3 separate regions of the Zea mays genome follow, and regions 1 and 2 are each linked to region 3. The links are chromatin contacts, called in public Hi-C maps. All regions are on one chromosome and are shown on one strand. Each heading gives the region's core, a stretch centred on a gene start, on an enhancer-like site or on the middle of the called end of the contact. The rest is flanking DNA. Distances are from core to core; before and after follow the strand shown. Region 1 holds the start of LOC100274222 (DNA repair protein RAD23). Region 2 has its middle 72 kb from the start of LOC103638234. Region 3 holds the start of LOC542435 (asparagine synthetase homolog 1).

Region 1 (4,722 bases), core at 736-3,235, 410 kb before region 3:
ACCCGTTAGCAACTCACTGGAGACACCACGTCCGGCGCCCTCCGAGGGCAACATGGCGCTTTCCCCCCTCCTCCTTGCGGAAAGGCGATGCAGGGGCGTATGTAAAAAAGTAGAGTCTGTCCTTGACCGTCCTCTCGCTCTATGCGGAAGCTCGGGGGCTGCTCTCACAAACCCGGCTCCGGCCAAACCGTTGACAGCGTCAACATACCAGCCCGAGAACTTGGGACTCGACTGTGCACCCGGGCTACGGCCAGTTCGCATGAGGGAACAACCAGACCGGCCAAAGCATCACGAAACGCATTAAGACCTCGAAGGAGTCAAACCACTCCTCCGAGGCCTCGGGGGGCTACACCCGGTGCGCGCGCCCACCGGAACGAAAACGCAACCGAGAAAGGTCGGTCCCCTTGCAAAAAAGTGTGACAAAAGCCTCCAAGCGAGTATTAACACTCCCTTCGAGGCTCGGGGGCTACTGTCGGGGACCATAATTAGGGGTACCCCAAGACTCCTAATCTCAGCTAGTAACCCCCATCAGCACAAAGCTGCAAAGGCCTGATGGGTGCGATTAAGTCAAGGCTCGGTCCACTCAAGGGACACGATCTCGCCTCGCCCAAGCCCAGCCTCGGGCAAGGGCAACCGACCCCGGAGGATCCACGTCTCGCCCGAGGACCCCCTCAAGCAACGGACACACCTTCGGTTCGCCCGAGGCCCAGTCTTCGCCGAGAAGCAACCTTGGCCGGATCGCCACACCGACCGACCGTATCGCAGGAGCATTTAATGCAAGGATGGCCTGACACCTTATCCTGACGCGCACCTTTCAGTCGACAGAGCCGAAGTGACCGCAGTCACTTCGCCGCTCCACTGACCGGCCTGACAAGAAGACAGCGCCGCCTGCGCCGCTCCGACTGCTGTGCCACTCGACAGAGTGAGGCGGACAGCAGCCAAGTCCGACCTCGGGCGCCATAGGAAGCTCCGCCTCGCCCGACCCCAGGGCTCTGACTCGGCCTCGGCCCCGAAAGACGACGAACTCCGCCTCGCCCGACCCCAGGGCTCGGACTCGGCCTCGGCCCCGGAAGACGACGAACTCCGCCTCGCCCGACCCCAGGGCTCGGACTCGGCCCCGGAAGACGACGAACTCCGCCTCGCCGACCCCAGGGCTCGGACTCGGCCTCGGCCTCAGACGATGGTCTCCGCCTCGCCCGACCCGGGGCTCGGACTCGACCTCGACCTCGGAAGACAGACTCGACCTCGGAGGAGCCTCCGCCTCGCCCAGGGCTCGGACCGACCACGTCACAGGGGGGCCATCATTACCCTACCCCTAGCTAGCTCAGGCTACGGGGAACAAGACCGACGTCCCACCTGGCTCGCCCCGGTAAACAAATAATGATGGCGCCCCGCGTGCTCCGTGACGACGGCGGCTCTCAGCCCCTTACGGAAGCAAGGAGACGTCAGCAAGGACTCGACAGCCCCGACAACTGTCCTTCCGCAAGGCTCCAGCGCTCCTTCGACGACCACGACATCACATGAACAGGGTGCCAAGACCTCTCCGGCTGCCACGACGACATGTATTTAGGGCACTAGCTCCTCTCTGCTAGACACGTTAGCACACTGCTACACCCCCATTGTACATCTTGACCCTCTCCTTACGCCTATAAAAGGAAGGTCCAGGGCTCTCTTACAAGAAGGTTGGCCGCGCGGGGGAACGGGACGACGCGTAAAGTCTCTCGCTCTCTCCCACGCGGACGCTTGTAACCCCCTACTGCAAGCATACCCGACCTAGGCGCAGGGCAACACGAAGGCCGCGAGTTTCCCCTTTTGCCTGTCTCCCCTTTTTGCCTCCCTTCGTGTTTCGTACAGGAACCCCGGGGTCGAAACATCGACATATATATATAGAAACCGTAGCAATGTACGCTCATCTGGCTAATATTAGCTTAACAAAACAGCTCAAAGTCGGTCGAGCCAGCCTAACCGTGTATTGGTGTGGGCAACTTTTTTTTCCCAACCGGGCACACTTCCGTTTACATCTATCCCCTCAGCCAGCGGCCAGCGCACAGCGCAACCGCCTCAAAACACCCGCGTGTGCGTGACAGTGCAGCTAGATCCACCCACAACCTCGCCACCACTCTCCACGCCTTCCGATCCAATCACCCGCCCCTTTCACTGACGCCAGGATCAATCAGGCACGGTCCCACGGGACAGCGAGAATATCTAGGTCGACCCTGAGAGCCAGCCGCCAGGCGCTGATTTCTCTTTTGTAGCCTCCGGATTTTTTTTCGCCTATAATTACTCTTCCCCGTGCGCCCTCGCGAGGTCGAACCCCCAAGGCGAGGCGACGAAACCCTCGCCAGTCCCCAACTCGAACCTCAGTCAGGCAGCGTGAGGAGGGAGAGTTCAAGGACCGAGGCGGCGTCGGGCGAGATGAAGCTTAACGTCAAGACCCTCAAGGGCACCAACTTCGAGATCGAGGCGAGCCCCGATGCATCGGTACGGCCCCCTTCCCGTCCTTCTCACTTCAATCCGATCGATTCCGTGCAATTTTTGACCGTTTCCCTGGATTCGGGTGCGGCTCGGTACGATTTCGCGGTTATCTGGTGCAGCGATTGCGCTGCCGGCCGCTGGTAGCGCAGGGGGCTTTGATATGAATCTAGGGTTTTTATTTTGGGGGCGTCCAGCCGGCGGATGGTGGGAGCCCGTTGCTCTCTGGTTTTCTGCATTTTGAACTTCAGTTTCTCACACGGGACATAGTCTAGGGTTTGTCGTTGGTTGGAGTTTGGGGTTTGTGGTTGCGTGTGTTCGTCGTAATTATCACAGTAATGCGGCGCGGTTGCTGTACAGACGGATGATTCAGCATGTCGTGGTGTTCTATTTATGTTGCTCGGCAACGTCTCTAGTCGTGCAGCCTACTCACTGCTTGTAATTTTCAGGTTGCTGATGTGAAGAGGATCATTGAGACCACTCAAGGTCAGAGTACCTACCGGGCGGACCAGCAAATGCTCATATACCAAGGGAAAATTCTCAAGGATGAAACCACTTTGGAAAGCAACGGAGTTGCTGAGAACAGCTTCCTTGTTATAATGTTGTCCAAGGTATTTGGTGCTCTCTGTCTTATCCCATCAGTGATGTGTTCAATAATCTGGTTCTTAACTGGAAACTGTGATTGGTTTGCCTGCAAGTCGTGCCATATTTTGAGTGTTTTGGGTTGGTTGCATTAATTTCACTTTCATATCTTACTTTACTTCAGCTGTTATTGTTACATGTATGGATTGCTAGTAAAATATTAGTAGTTTGCCTTATGAATTATGATGCTCATAAGTTATCTACAGTAGATAGTTGTCTTGTTACTTCTGCTAGTGCTCTGGATGGTGCAGTCATTTGCCTGAGAATTGGCATTGTGACTGATTTCTTTGATGATTTCCATGTAAATTGTAAATTATTTCTTTGAATATCTTGCAAATTGTTATTTGATTTCCTCAACTCTGTATGACCAAGTGATTAGTCTTCCAGAATGGAAGTCTCAGATTCAACATAACACAGATTTGGATTTGAATTATTTCATCTCTTTTCTTTTCCAGTTTCTTCGTATTTACTCTCCATTTTTACTGCTCTTTTGTGAAATACAATGGCTACATTGTCAACTGCTTAGTGCATTTTAAATAAAACTCAACCTTTACTTGCTTGGTCGATGAATTGATTGCTTTCAAGGTGATAATGACAACATAAGATATTGAATGCTTCGTATTGGGTTTTGTGGGGTTTTCCCCTCTTTGTGACTGACCTAAATTTAATTACTTCACAAAAACGAAAATACAACGTTCAGAGTTATGTCGATTTCGTGTGAAGATGTCTTTTAACAGCTTCCATGACCCGTTATATATTTTCCAATTTTTAACTTCAGCTACAGTTGACACTGATTTATTTGGTTAAGCTGCTATTAGCTTCTAATCTTTATGTTCTATCTAATCTGACATGCATGACATGATTTTTTGCTAGGCTAAGGCATCATCGAGTGGAGCTTCTACCGCTACTACTGCAAAAGCTCCTGCAACTCTGGTTAGTTTTGGCATAGTTGATGTAGTTATTTTCGTATTTCGCTAGTGTTCTTCTTCGGGGTTGCAATGTAGAAGTACTTGTGTTGTAAAAATGAATTGCATTCCAAATCTTGTCTGTCTTGTGTGGGATATGAATTGGCATGTCATTAGTGTTCACATGTGTCATAGGACTCATCCATGTTTATTGGTGTACTTTGGGATATGAATTAGCAGATTTAGAATGACAGGCCTGGTGCAGTGTTGATAGCTGTCGCTGTCTCAATGAGTCACCAGGTCGAGGGTTCAAAGCAGCCTCTCCGCATTTGCAGGGGGAAAGCTTGCCTCGGTTTATCCCTTTCCTAGACCCCACTCATGTGGGAGCCTCCGGCATTGGTTTGCCCCCTTTTTTTTATGATTTCAATCACCTAATGTACATGAAGGCAAAAAAGTGGGAGCAATGATCAAATTTAATCCCTTTTTGGTACTTGTCTCATCATAATCAATTTACGCTGTTTGTACATACAAAATAACAAGTATATGGTGCATGAAACTCAATTACTCATGATGAAATAATATCTTGTATTTTTGTTTTGGCATTATTATTACCAACTGTTTTCTGATATTTTGATATGCCATTTAACTTTGCAATAGGCCCAACCTGCTGCCCCTGTGGCCCCTGCTGCATCAGTTGCAAGAA
Region 2 (4,591 bases), core at 519-3,018, 360 kb after region 3:
ATGTATACAAATATTTTTTTTTTGATTAACGTTAAATTGTGTATGTCTGGTAACATGTGTTTTGATATTATTGTAACACGCTCGATAAAATACTGTTGCATGGATTAACCTTGAGTCAAATTGTGGACTTGTGCTCGTACACAATTTTGTGCGTTGTTCAAGAGCACGTGTTGCTTGAGATAGAATGTGGTCGGTGATGGGCTGAAACTAGGTTCAGGAGGAAAAGAGGTTTTAGGAGTAAATTCAAGAAGGGTCTGAGGTTCTATTGGCTAGGATATCATGCAGGACATTTGAGCTTAAGAATGGTGCAAATGAAGATGGACATTGTATTAGAGATGCGGTGTGACGTATGGTAGCGTTACTACATGGGTGTCTAAAAATGTGAGCGATTGTAGTGTGAAGATGGTGTCATGTTGGCTCGTGTGCATTTGTATATGTATGCTTAGGGCATGTACAACCTAGATACTATGTTTCGGTTCTCTAAGTACTAGATACGCCTAAGAAATTCTTTTATACAACCCAATATATCTATGCCTTGTATCTTATTCACTAGAACCCCTCAATATACAACTCATTTTTGTGGCCTGTATGGGTAGAATCGTATCTAGACTTAGAGTACCGTGCTAGACACGTTCCTTCACCAAGATACCGTCTCTTATGTTTTTTTGCACTTAACTCCTTGATACCCCTTAAGATACGAGGCATTTATGTGCGTTGTACATGCTCATGAAGAGCCCAGGAGAATTGATTTTGGTATGAGAGTCATGCATGCATTAGCTTGTCCACAAAACATCACTACTTTAAGACAATGTTCAGCAAATAGCACTCGGTTTCAAGCAATTGAAAGAACAACATCAGTTTCATCAAATGAATTCAGAAAACAACCCTCCATCTATATTGTTTCATTCTTTTATTTCTCAGCTCACAAGAAAATGGATTAAATTGCCCCTATCATTTCCCAGCCTTATTTGTTCATCTATTTAGTCCATAAGAACAACATAAATGCATACAAATATATGAGCAATATTTTTATATTATTAAGAATAGTGTTAAACATACAAATAAACACAAATGTTCTGTAAATGAGGAAGTTTAGATTTAACAATTGAACTTCAAAACTATATTATGTGATGGAGTGGGTAGGATTTATAGAACATATTATTTTCTTAATAAGACAAATGATTGAAGTTTTTGAAAAAACAACCACTTTAAATAAAAAGGAACATATGAAGTACATTAGAAGATCTTCCAATGAATCAATTATGTCTAAATTTTAATAGCTCGATATTGAAGATATCTAGTTTTAAAGTTCAACGGTTAAATCTAAACTTCTTCCTTCGTAAAAAATATGTGCCTAAATGTATGTTTAACACTATAAAATATAGTTTGTATGTTTTATCTATTTATGTTTTTTTCTTATGGATAGAAGAGATAAAAATAGGCTATGAAATGAATAGGGGTAATTTGGTCTACCTATATGTGGTGTAAGCAAAAAAAATGCAAAATACAGATGAAATGTTGTTTTCTGAATTAATTTAGTGAAACCAGTGCTGTTCTACGAATTGCTTGAAAACAGATATTATTTACTAAACGTTTTTCTCAAAATAGTGCTGTTTTGTGGATTCTACAGGGGGAGCTGGTGCATGTGTGCATGCGGCTCTTGCCCAGGTGAGCAGGCGAAAGAGTGCGATCTGCCTACAGCGAAGGCCTGCGGAGGCATGAGGCCACCGTGCGGCTCAAGGCCGAGCGTTGAAGCGGCCCACGGCAGGAAGTCCAGGCGGACACAGGCGGGAGATGCTGCAGTAGTCCAACGAGAATTTGGCTACGGACCAGATTAGACTGCTGGTTCTTATAAATAGAGAGCAGGTTTTTTATTTTCTATGACGAGAATCAGTGAGGTTTTAGGATATAGATTAGACCTAAATAAGAAATTAATCAATGTTTTAGATATTTCATGAGAGATTTTTTTTTGTTTTCGACAGCACTTTTTGTATATAAATCTTCACGATTAAAGAGTAGATTGTGCAAGATTAATATGGTTTGCGCAGTGGCGAGATGTTTTTTACTGCAAATTTGAAATATGTATGATTGTTTGCATGGCTCTTACTGCTTGCTTGATGCTTGATTGCTGGTAGTGATGTTTATTGAATGATATGCTGACTGCTAGGCTATATCTCTGTTAACTAAAGATGTGCTGATCTCGATGGATTATTAAATGAATATATTTTGTGCGTCTATGAATTTGTCATTGGTGTTAGCTGGGTTATTGCTATTCATCCTGTAAAGATATGAACTAGCAGTATATTGCATTGGCTGAAAACAGCAATCTCTGTCTTTAGAGATAGTTTGGCAACTCCATTGTTCCAAAGGATTCTCATTTTTCTAAGAGGAAATGAACTAATTTTCCTTCGAAAAATATAAATCTCTTAGAAAAATAGAGTTGCAAAACTAATCCTTATTGGTGGAATCTATCTTAGTTCACTCGTTCATTAATTATCCAATGGTTTTCATTGGGATGTTACAATTTTTGCGATGAGTAGCAGTACAGATTTAGCGTTTCAGAGCTTTAAGATAGGTAGCAGCGTGTCAACTTGATAGTTCTCATTTTTACCTGAGCGGAAAAAAAGAAGCAACTGAATATTCATGAAGAACGATATGACAAATATACAAAGAATGTCATTTGACTTTTTAATATTAAGTTTCACTAGCTCGTCTTATTCAAAATACTTATGAAAATGTAGAAAAATTCAATTCATAGTTAAAGTAAATTAGATGATAAACTAAACCAGAATGAAAATAAATGATAATTATGAATTTCTTTGAATAAGACGAGTCGGTCAAACTTCGTACAGAAAAAGTCAAACGACACACTTTGTGGGACGGAGGTAGTATAACATAGGTTAATATCAAAAAAATATAACAATACCCAAATTCTACAGATTTAAAATACTATCTCGCTAGTTTTTTACCCAGATGCAAAACACATATATCGTATATTTACATAAACTTTTTTAGTTTATAGTATACAAGTTAATTGCGCGCGTGCAACTTGTTTTTCGATGTTATATGTTTTCATCAAACCGAAGCATATGATTTTATTTATCTCTACTATATTTAAAGCACCAGTTTCAACGGTCGTCCCACGTCATCTTTTTACAATTAACCCCTCATAGCTATTTCAAATTAATCCGATGTACGCCTGTCCCGTTAACGTCATAAAACACACCTCGACATATAGATGGCCAAATGGCGGTCCGGCATGGGCCAGACGCCCGCAGGCCACAGCTCTGGCCCATGCATGTCATGCCGGCCTGCTGACTATGCCGGACCGACCCGTTAGCTTGGCGGTCCATTTGATTAAAGCAACGTAAAATGTTAAAAAATGGTGCAGGAGGTGGGGTTTGAACCCATACCCTGATGGAAGAAGGGCGGGAGACACTGGATGAAGCTGTCTAACCAGTAGAACATCATGCTCAAATGTTTTTAATAATGAATATAAATTGTATATATGTATACACGTTTATTAAAATAAAAAATATAATTGTGTCGGGCTGGGCCAGTACTACGGGCCGAGGCTATAGCCCAAATAAAGCACGACGTTCTTGGCTCTTGCAAGCATTAGGTCGTTTCTGAGACCACATTGGCGTAATGGACTACATGATATTTAAGGTTGCTGAATTAAATGGAGCAAAAAAGGTTTGTCACACTAACAGTAAAATGAAAGGTTATTTGTTGCTTTTAAACTTTAGTAATTGCTACGAAGTAGCATAATTTATATGGAGTGCAACCAATTTTTATTGATGCCTGACTTTAGCAACCACTCCATATTTTGATATATTTTTTTATAAGTTTGAGTCCATGTGACTTATTTTAGAAACTTGAGCTCACAAACTTTCTCTTATTTGGTCTTTGTATGGTGGAATTATGCATTCTATAATCTATGTTCGTTCAGTCAATCGTTGTGAACTCTCTTCTAATCGCTTACTTTATTGGTCGTGTTGTACCAAGACATATTAGATGGAGTAAACAATAACATCAGTTAGCCAAATCAAAAAAATATTATGCAGAGAGCAGACAAACAATAAAAAATCTTGAGATTTTTTTGTGGATAGTTTATGTGGGTATTGTTATAATCCGTCGTAACGTATGTGCAACCGACTAGTATACAAAATGTGTCGGTACGTTCTAACACCTGATGAGTTTACAGATGGGTACATGCCTACATGGCATACTAGTACATAGATATCGTCTAAAATAAGGTTTGATTTATATAAGCTGAGATTCTAAATACATAGACAAAATGGGGATGAACATGTTTGTAGCTGAATTCGACGTTCCAAAATATTCTTGCACTCAATCACTACAGTAAAACAGCAAAAGTCTGACCGCTCCTTTATGCCCGACGGTCCTCTAGGCGACCGTCAGACATAAGGTTATGTCCGACGGCTACGGGCCGCCGTCAGAAGTAATGAGAAATATCCGAGGGTTGTCAGAGGGGTCGTCGGAAATAAAGAATTTTAACCGACGCCCCCGTGCCCGCATCGTTTCATTCTATCTCTGTCTCTCCCGCTCGCTCACATGCCAAGCCGTC
Region 3 (4,521 bases), core at 115-2,614:
ATTAATTGCTTCTATAAATTATAAAAACTGCTGCTTCTCAGTTTTTCTCTAATCATAGGCCACTGTGACACTTCTAGGCAACTTTTTTTTCTCTTTTACTCCTCTTCTGGTTTGCTAAATGAGTCATATAAATCATTGACAAAGATAATTTTAGGTGACCCAGTTATATAATCTAAATTTGTAATTTATGTATGCAAGTTTTGCAATATTTTAATTTGCAACTGGAAGGAGCAAGTTTTGTGTTTGAAATCATAATCTCCACAAGAGGAACCGTGAACCAAAACCTCCACACTTGCCACCACAAGCACTAGCAGATAAACCCTAGAAGATTGTTGCTGAACATCAAGGGGTGTTTGGTTTGAGGAATCACTTCATTCAAGGTGGTGCATCATAAGTCCATTCCTCAAATTTGGTGGAAACCTCATTCCTCATATTAGTACTAACTAACTAACTATGAGAAATGAGGTGGTGATGGATCAACTCATTTCATTCCACAAACCAAACAAAAAAGTGAGGAGTGAGAAGATGATGGACTAACTTATTTCTCAAACCAAACACCATACAAGTGTATCTATAGTTCTATACATGCTACATTTTACTCAAATTCAAATAATTTACATTTAAAGCCATTCTGCAGATGAAATGTACATGTATACAGTCATTACTATTCATGAAAAACACGTATTCATTTCAAACTTGAAGCAAACACTTAAACTGTAACCCCACAAAAATCCATCTATATAGGCAGATACCAGTTTGCATTTTGAAAATCTGGTCCTGCCAATTTCTCTCACGACATAGACACACCATGTCGCGCTACATGGGCCCTCGGAAAAAAAAATAGACATCTACCATTCATCAATCATCATAGCTCATTCCCAAATTCTCGGAGACAAATACTATGTTTTGCAAAAGTTGGCCACATATCGGTGGTCCTTTTCAGATGTTAATATAAATTGAAACGACAAGCGGACTACAGAGGGTTAGATAAACTAGAGATATCCCGTTTGCCCAAAGGTGTTGTACTATCCCAACCCGACACCAAATTTCCTCCGCCCTCTCCTCAGACGGCCGCAATACGCCAACAACCCACCCGATAGCAGGGCGGGGGCGGGGCCGCGTTAAGCCACATAAAAGGCACAGATGGATATGGGACGGCAAGACGGACGGTGGGGTGCCGCGCCATACCTGCGCGAGAGCTCAATGATGCGGGAGCGCTTGGCGAGGGAGACCTCAGCGACGCCGAGGACAGCGAGGATGCCGCACATGGTGGCCTGCTCCGACTGGGGCTCTCGCCTAGCGTCGCCTGCTGCTGCTTGCTAGCAGTAGCACCACCACCCGCGGACCCGCCCGGCGCCCGTGTCGCTTCCGACCCCAAAAGCGCCGCCTCGGGATGCGAAGAGGTCTCTCGCGTCACGGACGGCGAAATGGGAGTTTTAGGCAGGGAATGGTGATTTAATTAGGGCTTCGCAGGTAATCACGGCATCTCGGCCGTCGAATGTGTAGTTGGCGGCTCTATTGGCGCTCCCACCACTAGGCGGCTGGTGCTTTTGCTTGTACGGGCTGTCCAGAGCCACTGATGTGTGGGGCTCTAATATATGTGGGGGCCCCTCGCCATTGGGTGAAGGTGGGGGGTACACACAACGTGGGTTTAGGAGCGGGGCGGTCAGAATCTTGGACCGCGCGCGCACGGAGATTCTGCCAAGTTCACGTGATGAGGTGGATTCCGCCGGACCCGAACGGGAGTGCGCCGCCGCTGCCGTCCGGCCGCTAGTTGATTTTGAGCTGGTCGCGACTCGCGAGGGTGGGAACGAGTCCGAGTCGTCTCTCGCTTTCGATCAAGTGACGAGTCGAGGTTAGTTTAGCCTAGCCCGCTTCTTTAGTGAGTTTAAAAAGTTAGTTTAACTTGTTGTCAGCATGTGAGGCGACTTGTCGATCCAACTAGTCTAGACGTAAGCATGAACTCATCCTTTAAATTATACTAGTCGGTTGCCCGTGCGTTGCGACGGCTTACAATAATACCTACGTAAACTATTCATTAAAAAAATTCAAGATTTTTTATTGATTGTCTCCACTCTCTTTATAATATTTTTTTGATTTGGCTAATTGATGTTATTGTTTACTCCATGCAATATGTCTTGGTACAACACGACCAATGAAGTGAGCGATTAGAAAGAGTTCACAAGTTCACAATGACTGATGAATGAACAGAGATTATAAAATGACATAATTCCATCATACAGAGACCAAATAAGACAAAATTTGTGAGCTCAAGTTTCTAAAAATAAGTCTCATAAAGTCAAACTTATAAAAAAAGATAGATCAAAATATAGAGTGATTGCTAAAGTCAGGCATCAATAAAACCGGATGCGCTCCATATAAATTATGCTACTTCGTAGCAATTACTAACATTTAAAACCAACAAATAACTTTTTATTTTGTTGTTAGCGTGACAAATCATTGTTGCTCCATCCAATTCAGCAACCTCAAACACCGTGTAGTCCATTGCGCCAATGTGATCTCAGAAACAATCTAATGTTTGCAAGAGCCAAGAACGTCGTGCCGTGCTTGGGCTTCTGTAACACCCGGTTTTAAAGGACAAAGCCGGGTGCATCTCATACATGCGCCAAGAAGACAACATATATAATAACCGAGTGTATAGAGATAAATGTCATAAAACATCAGAGTATTTATTACATAGCGGAAGACTTATTACAAAATAAAATAATAAAGATAAAGCGAACTAAGGATCGTCGGCGCCAATGTCGACCGAGACACGCCACCTAGATCAGATCGAACTCCTCAGTGTTAGGCGGCTCCTCTTCGACCACCTGTTCTTCTCCTGTGGGGGGGTGTGAGACAGCAAGAGTGAGCTCACATACGTTCATAGCTCAACAAGTCGTGGGGAATAATGTGGCATGAACTCACCAAAGGTGGGAGTTCATGTAGTGTAAGGCTGATCAATGAAATAGAGGTTGAGGCTGAGCATTGCTTTTATAAGTTGGTCAAAATTTTATTAGCAATTACTAAGTGTAAGTAAATACCAAACCTTAATAATAATAAAGAACAGTAATAGTAAAATAATCCCAAATGCGATGCAAATGTCAAATTGAATTTAAGTTCCATATTTAATCATGTGAGGGTCCGAGCCGCTCTTGACCGTGAGCACGGCTAGTATACCAGTTTTACACTCTGCAGAGGTTGCGCATCTTTACCCACAAGTCGTGTATCCCATGTCGCCTGGGTTTGCAAGGCCCTTAGACACTACCGAGGTGAATGGCTAGGGATCCACTACGAGGCCTTTACAAAGTTCCACTAGCTTCCGAAAACCCGCTACAGTTTATAGGAAGATCCAGTACAGGGTTCCTGGCTGACAGCCATCGCAGCAAAATCAACCAGGGACCTCCCCGCACTGACCTCTCCCCTACTGCCCTTGCCCCTTTCGGGTAAGGTAGTCTTCCACTAGCTTTCCTAATTAGTCAGCCAAGGGCGTCCCATTAAACCCTTGTGGTAGCACTGTTTTCCCGGGTGGTTCTCCATGTTCCCATTAACATAATGATCTTATCATGAACATAAAATAATGAACAGATAATAGAAAGTGTAGTCATGAGTCATAAATATCTTTATACCCAAATCCACATAAAGCAATAGCATGTACTACCCAAAAATTTAGTAGTAAAACCAGTGGTGAAACAAGGTAAAAAGATAGTCAAAATCTAGGGTATCCTATTGGGTCCCATCAAAATTAACCTATGCAGATCATTATGAATAATAAGAACATGAATAGGTAAAAGAAGTGATCAAGGGCACAACTTGCCTTCAATGAGCTCCTGCTCAGCTACTTCTACTTGTTGAACCTCAGAATCCACAGTGGTTTGCTCGTCTATTCGCATCAACACAATACATACATAGTATAGCCAAAATCAACATCACACCAAACAGATGAATAAAATATACAGTAAAAATCTACACATTAAAATGAAATCATAGGAACTGGAATCACTAAATTTGGAGTTATAGATTTCAAGTTATGAATTTCCTAAGGTTTAATGTGATTAAAATAGGATTAGATGAGAAATTAATTTTCTTACTGTTTTCATGTCAAAACAGAGACACTAAATGATAGAGAATAAAATTACAAAATTTTAGGAACTGGAATGGTTCAATTTGGAGCTAAAATGAATTTTCTATGCATTTTACAAGTTCTAACATTCATTTGGGCATTAAAACTAATTTCTGATATAAATTTCTGATTTTTAATACCCTCTGGATTGGGCCACGTTTTCTGAAAAGTACAGGGGCGCCTAGGTAAAAATCCCGAGTCACAGAGAACAGTATAGGGTAGACTGCGGGTTGAATAGTTATTAACCTAGGGTCTCTTTAGAAATTATGCCGCGCGAAGGGGTATCTTCTAATCTGAGCCCTCCGATCAGGAATCTAGGGTTCAAAATAGATCAAGTGTTATGAACCGGTATTGAACCCAAGCCGCAGGATCCCGATCCAACCGTCCAGATTCAATGA

The links. Hi-C and Micro-C count contacts between places; a contact is called where the count stands out from the background.
Region 1: a contact with region 3 is called in a Hi-C map of ear, with 2.7 times the contacts expected there. The contact joins the promoter of LOC100274222 here to the promoter of LOC542435 in region 3. A contact is called at or near these places in 2 of 25 Hi-C or Micro-C datasets (ear and tassel).
Region 2: a Hi-C map of leaf shows a contact between it and region 3, with 8 times the contacts expected there. The contact joins the enhancer-like site here to the promoter of LOC542435 in region 3. A contact is called at or near these places in 2 of 25 Hi-C or Micro-C datasets (ear and leaf).

The regions. Positions count from the first base shown.
Region 1 is chr9:34,226,354-34,231,075 of Zm-B73-REFERENCE-NAM-5.0, forward strand. LOC100274222 (DNA repair protein RAD23) reads left to right here and starts at 1,986. Exons shown (of 12, transcript NM_001148593.1): 1 at 1,986-2,481; 2 at 2,922-3,083; 3 at 3,988-4,047; 4 at 4,677-4,722. The coding sequence starts at 2,416.
Region 2 is chr9:34,996,538-35,001,128 of Zm-B73-REFERENCE-NAM-5.0, forward strand. No RefSeq gene overlaps it. Among protein-coding and RNA genes, the nearest start is that of LOC103638234, 72 kb to the left of the region's middle. Within about 2 kb of position 1,769, at least 14 of the 20 cell types and tissues checked have an H3K27ac peak or open chromatin away from gene starts, as enhancers often do. A contact at or near this core is called in ear and leaf, where this site is marked.
Region 3 is chr9:34,633,368-34,637,888 of Zm-B73-REFERENCE-NAM-5.0, forward strand. It overlaps LOC542435 (asparagine synthetase homolog 1), which reads right to left and starts at 1,365. Exons shown (of 14, transcript NM_001291791.1): 1 at 1,189-1,365. The coding sequence starts at 1,268.